Regions from separate parts of the Mus musculus genome. Here all the other regions are linked to region 3. A link is a contact called in public HiChIP or PLAC-seq and promoter capture Hi-C data. All regions are on one chromosome and are shown on one strand. The core of a region is the stretch at or near the end of the contact, and the rest is flanking DNA. Distances in the headings are between cores, read along the strand shown. Region 1 holds the start of A2m (alpha-2-macroglobulin). Region 2 has its middle 58 kb from the start of Iqsec3. Region 3 holds the start of Phc1 (polyhomeotic 1). Region 4 holds the start of Iqsec3 (IQ motif and Sec7 domain 3).

The links. Promoter capture Hi-C pulls out the DNA fragments that hold promoters and counts their contacts. HiChIP or PLAC-seq counts read pairs in DNA pulled down with a chosen protein or histone mark.
Region 1: a contact with region 3 is called in a promoter capture Hi-C map of embryonic stem cells, with 6 read pairs. The contact joins the promoter of A2m here to the promoter of Phc1 in region 3. A contact is called at or near these places in 10 of 39 promoter capture datasets (the 3T3-L1 cell line, 3T3-L1-derived adipocytes, cranial neural crest and 6 more), 3 of 115 datasets of contacts at active chromatin or transcription factors (embryonic limb bud and embryonic stem cells) and 1 of 9 other capture datasets (embryonic stem cells).
Region 2: a contact with region 3 is called in an H3K4me3 HiChIP or PLAC-seq map of neural tube, with 5 times the contacts expected there. The contact joins the enhancer-like site here to the promoter of Phc1 in region 3. A contact is called at or near these places in 2 of 39 promoter capture datasets (the 3T3-L1 cell line and cranial neural crest), 1 of 484 Hi-C or Micro-C datasets (embryonic stem cells), 6 of 115 datasets of contacts at active chromatin or transcription factors (astrocytes, bone marrow-derived macrophages, embryonic stem cells and 2 more) and 1 of 9 other capture datasets (liver).
Region 4: a contact with region 3 is called in a promoter capture Hi-C map of hippocampal neurons, with 3 times the contacts expected there. The contact joins the promoter of Iqsec3 here to the promoter of Phc1 in region 3. A contact is called at or near these places in 2 of 39 promoter capture datasets (hippocampal neurons and liver) and 1 of 115 datasets of contacts at active chromatin or transcription factors (embryonic stem cells).

The regions. Positions count from the first base shown.
Region 1 is chr6:121,634,426-121,637,529 of GRCm38.p6, forward strand. A2m (alpha-2-macroglobulin) reads left to right here and starts at 1,748. Exons shown (of 36, transcript NM_175628.3): 1 at 1,748-1,970. The coding sequence starts at 1,864.
Region 2 is chr6:121,529,999-121,533,297 of GRCm38.p6, forward strand. No RefSeq gene overlaps it. Among named protein-coding and RNA genes, the nearest start is that of Iqsec3, 58 kb to the left of the region's middle. Within about 2 kb of position 2,008, at least 8 of the 459 cell types and tissues checked have an H3K27ac peak or open chromatin away from gene starts, as enhancers often do. A contact at or near this core is called in neural tube, where this site is marked.
Region 3 is chr6:122,338,078-122,341,224 of GRCm38.p6, forward strand. Phc1 (polyhomeotic 1) reads right to left here and starts at 1,580. Exons shown (of 16, transcript NM_001355215.1): 1 at 1,521-1,580; 2 at 395-403. The coding sequence starts at 398.
Region 4 is chr6:121,472,367-121,475,386 of GRCm38.p6, forward strand. It overlaps Iqsec3 (IQ motif and Sec7 domain 3), which reads right to left and starts at 1,312. Exons shown (of 14, transcript NM_001033354.3): 1 at 659-1,312. The coding sequence starts at 1,197.

The DNA of each region.
Region 1 (3,104 bases), core at 498-2,997, 700 kb before region 3:
CAACTTAACTTTAACCTACAAGAAATCCTGCCTGTTTTCAAGATTCTGTCCACAAAGAAACAACATAATCCCAATTTTGAGTTACGACCCAGGACATCGATAGCTGAATGTGGCCATGATTCACAGGAGCAGTGACACACAAAGTCAGGGTGCAGACTTCACTCCTAGAACACACTTACCAGGAACAGCGTACATGGATAGGTCACAAGCACGGTCTAAAACTGTGCGTTCTCTCGGCCCAGCCCTCTGTCCTTGCCTCTGCTCCTGCCTGTCTGTTTCTCGTCTTACTCAGTTACTGACCAGCTGGGAAATTAAAACAAACACGTTTTTATTCCCTATAATCTTCTCTCTCAAAGACGCTGCCACTCTGTAGCCCCCTTCCACGTCCACGGTGAATGTCCGGGTATCACCCGCTTGTCACCCACCCATTCTCCCGTCTTCTGGATTATTTCCTTTGTCACCTCTCTATATTTCAGTAAGATTGATCTCTTCAAGGATCAGATGTGAGCTTAAGTATTTTGCCAAAGATCTTCTCTGATTTAAAGCCAACTCCCTTGACCACCCTCCTAAATAGTTAAGCTTTTCCTTCAGGACAAAGAAATCTCATTTCCTTAAGAGCTTCATTACTACTGAATATGTGTGTCATTTTAAGGATTAGAATGCCCCTTGCTCATCTCCTTCTCTGTCTAACCACCACTCAGAACTCACAGCTTACTTTAGATTTCTGCTTCCTTCCGAGTTGTTTCCAGGAGCCCATAACAGGCTATGTGTCCCTCGCACCTGCCTTCGAGGAGACTTCAACTTCTCTAATGATAATGGTTGGTTACTGTACTCGCTTTTAAAAGCCGTCCTATCACCTGCCCTACGTCATAGAACTTTTACGGATTCTTACTTCTACTTATCTGACATTCTATCGCTAGGTTCTAGCCAAGGAGGATCAATAAATGGTTATAAATAACCAAGAAGCTGCAAGAACAAGTAGATGGATGCATGAATCAATGAAATTGCCTCCAGGACAATTCCAGAGACTAGAGAGGGGAGTGTTGCACAAAAGCATTTGTTGAGTGGATGGCAAAGGCAGCTGGGATCTTTGTTAGGCACAGTAAAGTGGGGTTTCTGATACTGGTTACTTTTCACCTTAAACTGGAATGAGTGTATGTGAAGGTTAAGGCCCATGCGGTGATATCCTGGGATTTAGAAATTCACTGTTTAGGGTAGACAGCAAGCCCAGGACCCTCCTATCTCCTGTTCTCCAGCACCTGGATTATAGGTAAGCATTAGGAAACTTACAAAACAGTCATTTCTCCTGGCCCTGATACTTCATTTTCAGTCAATCTAATGTATAACAATACCTCTAAAGTCAATACCTACTTCCTAGTTTGGTTCAAAATTCCTTTCATGGAAGGGAGCTAAACATGGGCTTTGCGTGAAAGACAGACAGACCTTCTGTGGCTCAGAACTTGCTGGCACACTTGAATTATTCAAACCTCTCCAGTACTGCTTAAGCTGCAGCCTGCTTGCCAACTCTCCAGACAGGAGCCCAGAGCATCAATAAGTGGCTGTGGGGGAGGAGAAGGCGATTATCAACTTTATTGTACAACGGAGAAAAAGTGAGCAGTAACAGGAAAGTGCTTAATCCTTCTGGGAATTCCGGCTAACGGGTCAGGAATTAACCTTGGCAGTAACTAGGCCATCAATGACCCCTTCAGAGAATGTTCAAAAAACCTCAGCTTTGTTCAGAGAACTCGTGTGGGTGGAACCCGCTGTTTGCATAAAGCCTAGCTGCTCCTCAGCACGTTCAGGACCAGATCTCTGGCGGGGAGCAGGGTGCAAGGCAGCCAGGTCTCCAGTCCTCTCTGCAGCATGGGGAAGCGCTGGCTCCCAAGCCTGGCCCTGCTGCCGCTGCCGCCACCGCTGCTGCTGCTGCTGTTGCTGCTGCTGCCCACAAATGCCTCAGCACCACAGAAACCGTGAGTCCACCGAACGCCAGAAACTTGAATTTAAGGCTTCTGTTTACTCGTTTCTTTCTTACAAAACCGTGACCTTCTTTCTCATCTCCTAGGTTCCTTAGAGCGCCGAGATTTGTACAAATCCTCCTCACTCATTATTCCTCCTCATCTCAGTTTTAATCATTTCTCTTTAGCTCTCTGGATTTCGGAATATCCAAACTCCCCGGTGACACACAGAACCTTTGTAGGTACTCTTGTCTTCAGGACCTCCTGTGGCTCTGCTGAGACTTTGCCCTTGCTTTTTCCTTTACATTCCTCAGGGCGTTTGATAAAACAAAGATTTTTTTCTTTTCAAAATCTCTAGGAATGATTTCAAAGGTTGATGTTGATGCTGAAAATGTAAACGACTTTTGTTACAGGAAAAAACAAAACAAAACAAAACAAAACAAAACAAAAAAACCCCCAACAACAACAACAACCCCAAAACCAAAAAAACTATTGTGCAAATCAGCTAGCGATGAAATCTGTGCTCCAAAGAAACGAACCAAGGAATGTAGAGAGACAGATAGACAGACAGAGCAGGTCATACAAGAAGATGTACAAGAAACAGTGACAAAGACATAGTTATTGGGAACTTTTTCTTAGGGCTTCTATTTACACATAAGACAAATGTTACTTGTTTAATGGGGAATATCCAGCTAAAGGTGAGAGCACCACGGTGGAAGAAGAGAGCACACAATTCTCAATATAAATGTATGAATCATGAATATATTTTTTAGTAAGTTATGTACTAGGACTTCTGAAAATAATCCAATCATAAGAAAACATTTAACACTTACAAATTTATGGTCACACATATAAAGGAAGAGTTACTGTTAAATTTATATACCCACAGGTAATATTTCATATTTATATTAATATTAACATATATATATAACACATATATGTTAATAAAAATGATAGTTGATCATGAGATATTTTTAAGCATAAGGAAATCATAGTATAAACTTCTGGATAGTAAGTGGCACAGAAATTAGAATTTTTGAGCATTACAAAAAGAACCTACACATTTTATTTATTTATTTATTTATTTATTTATTTATTATTTTATTGTGGTTGTCCATTTGTTTTGTGGTTGTTTGTTTTGAGACAGGA
Region 2 (3,299 bases), core at 758-3,257, 810 kb before region 3:
GGGCTAGGAGGCAGCAGACACACGTAATAGGAAATGACTGGTGGCAAATTAGCAGACAGAAAACTCCTTTTTACCTGAGTACAGTAGCATAGACCTGGAGGGACACTTGAGGATTGGAGACTGGAGGATTGAGAGTTGCAGCGCAACCTAAACTACATAGTAAGCTCCAACCCAGCTGGGCTATCTAGATCAAGACTTAAAAAATCAATCAAAACAAAATGAAAAATAACTCTCATTTTTGAGCCAGCCAACAAATCAATCAACCTACGAGACTGTTAATGACATGCGGTGTTGGCATCCTTATTTAAACAGCAAAGAAAGTTGGCACACTTGACTCAAAGATGCTCAACTCTGGTTATGCAGGAAAGTCACGAGTGGAGATTCTACAAAGATCTGCATGGCCAGGGACTTGGTCCAAACCTTTGACTAAGACTCCCTAGAGGCTGTGGAGATGGCTCCCCAGAGAGCACGTGCCTTGCAAACACTAGGACCTGAGTTTGATCCCAGAGTGCAGGTGAAGATACTGGGCATTGTGGAGCACACTTCTAATCCCAGGGTTGGCAGCAGAGACAGGAGCCCCCTGTGCTAGGTGGCCAGATAGCCTTACCTAAGTGGTGATCTCTGGGCCAATAAGACCCTTTCTCTAAGGTGAATAGTGTTCCTCAGAATGACAAAGATAGCTTTATAACTCCATAAGACCAAAAAAGAAAAAGACAAAGAAATGATTTTCCAAGAATAGATGCCATTTGTCTTTCAACATCTTGTTCCTGGGGCCCACACAGCCAGTGCCCTGTTCCCCTAGTGGTTTTGTTTTGCCTTTTTATGACATTGGTCACCCCTGAACCATTGACCACTTAGTGATCGGTTGCCTGCATGTCCTGACAGTCCCTCTGTCCAGCACACTTAACTACTCCTGGTCTCCTCATTTTGGTGGATGGAGCTGGGCTCAGGCCTCCCACGACCTTTGATGGACAGCCTGCCTATCTAGCAAGTAGCTTCCCAAGAAGAATCCGAGTACATGTTGATGGTATCTATGGGTTGGAACTTCTGGGTGAACTTTAGATTCAGGATTGCTGGGTTCAAGAGTAAAGCTATATCTAACTCATCGAAGGCTGTCAAATTCTGCCATGGAGCCACCAACAAAGTCCAAGAATGACAGGTTTTCCAGAGGGATTAGAATTTTAGATTTCTGATAACTTCACAGATGGAAGAAAGCCTGGGAGAGTCTTTTTCATGCATATGCAAGTACACGTGGAGGTGCTCGGAAGTTGGAGGCTAACCATGGTCTGTGAGGGACAGCGGCACTAGGCTTCCCTGAAGGTATCTTCCATATATATGTATATATATGTATGCATACATATATGTATATATATGTATGCATATATGTGTGTATTAAATATATATTATATAATTATTACATAATAATATTACATAATATATGTAAATAAATATATATGTTAAATATATATTTAACTTTTGAAACCTATGAATGTTTACATGTTTGAAAAACTGAACTAAACCTACAGAAAACAAGAAACTCTGAAGTTGAAAATAAGCCCCTCCCTCATCAAATTAATGCCTAGCCATGTGTCAGATTAACAACACAAGTGCACGACAGCATCCTGGTTTTACATAGCTTTATAACCTTTTCCTCCCTCCCTCCCTCTCTCTCTCTCTCTTTCTTTCTTTCTTGACAATGTTTATCTGTGTAGCCCTAGCTGTCCTGGAACTCACTCTGTAGACCAGGCTGGCCTCGAACTCAGAAATCTGCTTGTCTCTGCCTCCCAAGTGCTGGGATTAAAGGCGTGCGCCACCACTGCCTGGCTCATAGCTTTATTAACCTTATAAGAACAAAAGAGAAAGAGGTAAATGAGTTCCATAGGATGCTTTTGTTGTTGTTAGCAGTCGTAACTTTTATTTATACTTAGTGTAGTGGGGCAGGGGCAGAGCAACCACCTTAATGTCAGTGTGGTGAGAAGCCACGTGGTTGCTTGGCAACAGACTGTCCCAGATCCTTTCCTCATCAGTAGGTGTACATCCTCCGTCTACGCGCAGCTGTGCCAAGACAAAGGCAAGACGAGGTCGAATTAATTCTGGGATTTGACTCAGAAATATCAACACAGACGCGTGCTTATGAATATGCACTTCCCAGGCCTGTCTACCGAAATGCCCGGTAAATCCAGGAGCCAAGGTCACCTATGTTTCTGAACATTTTCTCCACGGAGGGCAAGGAAGTACCTTGGAAAGGGAGTGGGCCTACACTGGAGATGAGAAAGGGGCATTCCAAGAAGCTGGGAACCCATCCACAGTGTTATTAAAGCTGGCTGGGGTGGGGGTGGGGCAGAGGTAGGGAGTGGGGGCGGGGTCCTACCAGCCAAGTTTGAGCTGATTTCAGCATCAAGGGCAACCTAGTACTCTGAGAAGAAAGCTATAAGGAGGATGGAGACCAGGAAGCATGGCCGAGGGTCCAAAAGTCCTGACAGCAATGCAGCACTCTTCATCGTGGAGAGGGAGACAATAATCCCAGCAGCGCTCTGTTCACAGTTATCATAGAATGATGAACAACAGAAGCAGAAGGAGCAACGTTCTAAACTGCTAACAAAATGAGAATGACTGTGAAATGCGCTTGGATAGTTGGGATATATCACAGTGGGACACGGTGGAATAAATCTAAACTTGCAGACAAGGAAGAGTGTAAAATATAATAGCATGACATAATAATAGCATTAAAAAAAACGTACTCTTAAGTAAAGGTGATGCATAGGAAGATAAATAAAACATAATAACAATGACAAATCTTCTGTGTGTGAAATTACCATCTGTTTTTCCATTTGATTCTCTGATTTCTATAAAGAAAATAACATTTTCTAAAACGTACATACTACAATTTAAATTTGTAAGAGGGAAAAACTTGGAACTGGATGCAGGAAGGCATTACCGGGAGTAGAAGGCATTACATTAAAATCTGGGACTATGGAATGGCTTTCTTTGGGAGAAGTGTGAGCTCAGGTGGAGGAGGATCACCAGAACAGCCTGAAACAAGAGCAGGGCAGGGAGATATGGTACAGCAGCGCCACTCAGTGGACATCTCTGGGGCTGCATGTGTTGAGATTTTCCTGTTTTGTTATTATCCCAAGACCTGGGTACAGGAGGGTAGGCTAGGTAAGAATTAGCTGCGTGGGGCCACCATCCAGCATCCTTCCAGCACATGGGTAAAGTGCCCAAGTGGGTTTGGGAGCATAAGTTTGAGACTGGTCAAGCTGAGGCAGGGGATGAGGCAACCAGAGGTGAAGGGTCTC
Region 3 (3,147 bases), core at 330-2,829:
TCGTTAAACTTACACTGTGTATTCTTTATTTTTGATACACTGAGGTACTAGAACTATCAGGTCTCCCAAGTACTATTTGGCTTGGGAATATAAAAGTCCGACCATAATTTCTGCTAGGGGCTATCTCTAGTTTCATTAGATGAATGGATTTATCTCAGGAATTAATCCCAAACAAGTAAACAAAAGTCAAAAGTCTCAACCTTGGCCCCTGAAGTGGAGTTTTCTCTGGATTCTCTTCCCAGCATCTCTACATCACTTAACTCTGGGACCGAACAAATGCCACTCCACACACGGATAAAATGAAAGAGGTACAGAGAGGGTATTCTATCAACTTCAGTCTACCTTTCTCCCCACATCTTTTGCCAAAATATCAAAGCACTAAACAGATACAGACCCATGAATCCTCAATATCAGCATGTGAAGGAAAAAAAGTGGGTAAGGATTAGAGGCAGCATGGCACAGTTGTACAGATTACTGGAGTTATCTCACTGCACTCAGAGACGTAAGACCCTGTTACTTGCAATAGAGCCTTATATAAAACACGTTCATCAATTCGATGACCCCCTCATTTCCCCCAGATAATGAAACAGAGAGGGCCAATTTTAAAGTCTTTTCACCAGGGAAACTGCCATCAAAAACCTCGCAGGCACACAAATCTATCTTAAAATCCTCATTTTTCAATGAATGTTGTGAGTTCCAGATTCAGTATAGAAAGTGAAGAGAGCACACCGTTTAGGTGGCAAACTCAATCAAAAATTAAAACTAAGAGTCAAAGGCCACCCTAAACGTTCCCACCTTTTGGGTGTGGGTGTGTTTAAGGACTCAACTGGGGAAGACGCACACCGATGGGAAGGAACTAGAAATTAATATTGAGGTAGACATACTACTGGGCCTATTGGGTCAGGTGTTGGAAGAAGTCAATACCCTTGAGTATAAAACTCTGTTGCAGTAAGAATGGAGTGAGAAGCAAGGGTTGAGGGGCGCCTCGGAAAGACTCCCAGGGGTTCTTGTTCTTCACAGAAGCGTGATTAAAAAAAAAAAAATGCATTTCCAAAGAGAAATCAAACACACCAGGAGAAAGGGGTGGATACAGTGCTGTGCCCGAAGCGAGCGGACTTGGTAAGCAGGGAAATGTATATTCTAATAGTAGGGAGCCAAGCAGGGGAGGCACAGAAGTCGAGGAACTGGGAGATCGGGGAGCCCGGCGGAGCGCGAGAAGCAGGGAGATAACCAGACAGCATGCTCGGATGGAAGGACCAAAGTCGGGGAAGGGAGAAATGAATGAGAAGCGGTCAGAGGCAACGAGGTGACGGACAGACAGCACCGAGCACAGCGAGCGCAAAGCACGAAGACCGGGACGCGCAGCACCCAAGCACCGCAAAGCGCAGCAGAGCGGGAGGCAGGAGCGCGGCTGGGGGAGGTACCTGGGCGTTGCACACGCCGAGGTGGCTGAGGAAACATCCCCGCGCCGCCGAGACCCCGGGATGCGGCCCCTCCCCGGCCCGCGGCCGCCCGGTTACCTTCGCGCCCGGCTCCGCACCCGAGTCCTCGCGGGGGGCGTCCACCTCAGGGGCGGGGGAGGGGGGGGGGGTCGCTCGGCCTCGGCGGCGGCGCGCCGCCTCCTCCCCTTCCTGGAGGGGCGGGGGCCCAGGCGCGGTGGGAGGTGCCCGGCGCGGCCGCCGCTCCCCGCCCCTCCCGCCGTCCGGGTGCTGGCCGCGCCGCGGCTCCGCCAGGCCGGGGGCTCGCGCGGGCCTGTCACTTCCTGCCCCGCCGCGAGGGTGGGGGGCCGAGGCCGGGGGGCCGCGGGCCGGCGGGGAGGGGGCTGCGGGGAGGTGCTTCCGGGGCAGCCGACCCCTCCTCCGGCCCGCCCCCTCCCCGCGCCCGCCCTCGCGCGCGTCCCTCGCTTCCTGTCGGCGCCCGTTGCCATGGCGACGCTGCTCCCCGGCCTCCGCGCTCTAGGCCCGAGTGGGGTTTTTTTTGTTTGTTTTTCTTTTTCTTTTCTCCCCCTGGCTCTGGCTCTCTTTCTCCTCCTTTCTTCCCCCCTTCTCTCTCTTCGAATTCCGCTCGCCGTCTGAAAGCAGACGTCTAAGAAAGCGCTGGCCTCTAGAGGGGGACTCACCTCGGAGAAGAGAGGGAGATGGGGAGAGGGGAGGGAAGTGACGTGAAAGGGGGGGAAAAAAAGAAGGTATTTTCTGCAGCTTCTGGGAATAGGGGCTCGAAAGAAAGGATCAAAGGGACCAGCAGGCACAGAGGGAGGAAGCGGAGCAAAGACCCTTGAGAAACGACGGCCTGTGAAAGGAAATAGAGCAAAGGGAAGGGAAGAGGAGAAAAGAAAAACTTTGAGATAGAGGGAACGGCGAGAGAATGCTGAGTGTTTAATCCCTCGCCCCAACTCCAAGAAGGCGGGAAACAACGCCGCACAGAAACTGAACCCGTTAGAAGCAGCAGTTCATTAAAAAGCAGGAACCTGAAGCAACTTGCTTTGAATAATACTTAAGTCTGTGACGTCAGGGTTGATTGTGTGCTTCGGAATCTCTTTAAGTCACACGCACACGTGAAAGAATCACAACGCCCAAAACAATGGAAAAGGCGGGGTGTAAAGAGATGAACAATGGTGCTGCCTTTGGGAAGGCTGAGCATATGGTGGGGGAGGCCCGTTTTATTTGCAACACAAATTTAACAGGATTTAATTATTCTCAGTCTCTCAGAGCTCTTAGAACACCTACTGTGTGCTGGCCACTCTTGGAAGCTTTTTTTTTTTTTAAACCAGAGCATTGTTAGCAAAGACAGCTGCTCTCCTTAACCTTTTACCTGCCGTAGGGTGTTACCTTGTGATAATAGCTGGGATTTGTATCTTTTGCTAACCTCAGCCATAATTAGTTGTTTTCTTGAGCCCACTCTAGATTGAAAACCCAGGTGTAATTAATTTGTATTTAAGGGGGGGGGGGGGGGGAGAGGCATTCTCATTATAAATTGATGCATTTGTGTTTGTTTCAACTCCCTCTCTTAATTGGTATAGCCAGATCTCCGTAAAGTAAGATCTTTAGGAGGCTTCTAGGAACCTGTTAAACGGGTATGCAAATCCCAAAGGGCAGCCAAAGGACTGGAGAGGCAGGAACATGGGTGTGGAGAGGTGAAAGGGTTTGC
Region 4 (3,020 bases), core at 62-2,561, 870 kb before region 3:
GTCAGAAGGGAGAAAGCTTTCCCAAGTGAGCCACTCCTGGCTCTGACTCCCACTGCATCAGATAAAGAGCCAGCTCCTTCCCCTGGGCAGCGCTGTCTCCCACCATTCATCTTCCTGTATCCAGCTCCCCTGCCTGTTCCCGTTCCCCCCCCACCTCCTGTCCTTTGCTTTATCCTACCCACTCTAATCCTTGCTGCTGGACCCCAGCCCCTATAAAGCGCTTAAACTTCCTGATCAAGTCTGTTTTGGTGTCTCACTCTTTATTTAAACAGTTGTACTATGCAAACTCACTTCCGAATTTTTCCTAGCTTAAATCCTTCAATGGTCCCCTGCTTTGGCTTAATTTTTTTGCCCCCAACTTCCTCCCAATTTTATCTCCCTTAATTTCTGGAAGTTATCATTATCCCCAACCAGTTAAAGCCCATTCCTCTCATTTTTTGCTCCAAAGATGGTCCAAATACTTCCTTTGGCTCCAACCACCACAGACCTTCCAACGCGGATCTCAAGCCCTCCTTTGCGGGACTCTCCTTGACACATTTTTTTACCCAAGGCATTTTTGCCCGCTTCACTTCACAGTGCTCAAGTCCTTCACTCTTACACACAGATTTCCCATTTCCTCACACCCACTTGCTTCTCCCACCTCCTTGTCCCCACTCACTCGGGTCTCCTGCTCAGGACGCCCTTGCCGAGGGCGGCGGGGGATGCGTGTTGAAGCAGGGCTCCCGCGGCAGCACAACAACTCGAGGGACGCTCCTTCTCCTTGTCAGCTATGGCCCCGGGTGCCACCGGGTGCTGGTGGGGCGACTGAGGAGTCTGAACCCTGCTGCTGGGTGCAGGTTGGGGCTGCGCCAGGAGCTGACCGTGGTGCTGAAGCGGCGGCTCCGGTGAAGCGGGTATGAGCTGTCCGTGGTCCTGAAGCGGTTCCTGGGCCGCAGCGGCGGCCGGAGCAGTGACTGCAGGAGCAGGCAGTGGGGCAGACGGCGGCGGGGGAACCAGCCCAGGCGGAGGCTGGGCTTGCAGCAACTGCTGGTGTTCCCACAGGCTGCGGTTCTCCGCGCTCAGCTCGTCTAGACGCCGCTCCAGCTCATCGATGCGCTGGCGCTGGGTATGGATGAGGCTTTGCTGGTTCTGCACGATGGCCGTGAGCTCCTTGAGGTAGAGCACGGCGCGCACCGGGTTCTCCAGCAGGCTCTCCATGCCGCCCGCCGCCGCCTGCGCCCTGCCTGCGCCTAGGCGGGCGGCGGGGAGCGTGAGCGCGCAGGAGCCCAGCAGCCCAGCAGCTCTGGCGGTCGGTGGCCTCCCTCCCTCTCTCTCCCTCCCCTTCCCGCCGTCGCCTGCGCGTCACCGCCACACAGGCATTCGCACACGCACTGAGGGGCGGACCGGCGCCAGGGCCCACCTCCCACCTCTGGGCTTCGTGAGGAACCCTGCTTCCCGCGGGGGCGTAGGAGAGGCGGGTGGGGATGGGGAGCAGAGGGGAAGAGGCTGGGTCGAGCAAAATACTCTATGAAAATCCAGGATGGAGATCAGTCCTACCAGGGAAGAAGGAAGAGCCAACCCAAGCAGAAGCGCTGGGAAAGTGCTATAGAACTAAGACAAAAAGGAAGCCGCCAGAGAAAGATGAAGAATAAAGGAAGCTGCCAAAGACATAGAGAAGTACAGGCACCCAGCTCTAAAAGGTCACAGTCACGTTTTCCTGTATCTAGGCACCTCAGAGGCAGGGCCCATTTTTAAGACCTTCTAGGGAGGAGACACACCTGCCTTTTTGATGCTCAACAATTTGCTCTGTAGGATGTCCGTGAACAGTTATGAGACCCTAGAGAACAAGGCGTGTGTCTGTTGCTTAGTTCTGGCGGGGGTAAGTTAAGGCAGGAAGGCTGCACATGCAGGGATTTTTCTCTGGAAATGAGATCTCATGGCTCTTTGGACCTCTCTGACAGGAACAGAAACCAAATAGAACCTCTGAGGTTCCCGCTTCCAGAACCTTCTGAAGCAACCATTCTTTTTGACAGTTAGGAAGCACATGCAATTAGTAAATACTGGACTAGGAGATGATATAATAAAAACTACCAGGATGGATTTGTTGGCTTCTTGTAGCTTATAAGCAGTGGATCAAAGACTTAATAATTAATTTTGAAAGGTGGGAGTAAGACAGAGCTGTGATCAGAGTGTTGTAGGAGTCACCAGTCTGGGGATCTCCGGAATGCTTCTTGGAAGAATTAACATTTGAGGAGGGAGGGGTTTTCCTGGAAGCTCAGAGACATGAATCAACATGGAATTATCTGTTAATTTTTCAGTTTTTGCACATAACATCCACTAGATGCAGCATTATACTAGGTCAGCCAGGAGGAAAATTAAGGCAGGAAGGCTGCTAGGGCTAGATTTTTCTCTAGAAATGAGGTCTCAGGGTATTTGGAGTAATAATTCATATGCAACAGTGTGCGCTCATTCTGACTACACAGCTCCGTGGATTTTGACAGTATACACCCGATCGCTCATCACTACAAACAAAAAAACTGTTACGTGTAATAAGCACCCCTCTGCTCTGTTCAACTTCTTGTCCCCAGCCCCAGCTAAGCACTCATCTGCTTCCTCTAAACACACATTAGTTTTGCCTGTTGTGGAATCTAATATTAACGAAGTCACATAATGTATACTTGCTTGTGTCTGATATGTATGTGGTCCCTCCATTCCGTTACAAATACCATTAATTTCTTTTTTATTTTGGAGTGGTATCAACAACAGACATAGCATAGTTTTTTTTTTTTTCTTCCTTTATTTGCTGATGCTGTTGGTGGACATTTTTGTTGTTTAGCACTTTTTTCTTTTTTTGCAGGTGCAAGCTGACAAGTGACTCACTGTTGTTCTGAAGCTGAGCTCGGAGACAGCTTTTGGTTCTCTCTCTCTCTCTCTCTCTCTCTCTCTCTCTCTCGTTCACTGCAGTCTTTATTGGTTACACACTTCCTTGTTATACAATGATACATAATCAAAAGCCTTTTTATTATTTTCCTCAGACTCAT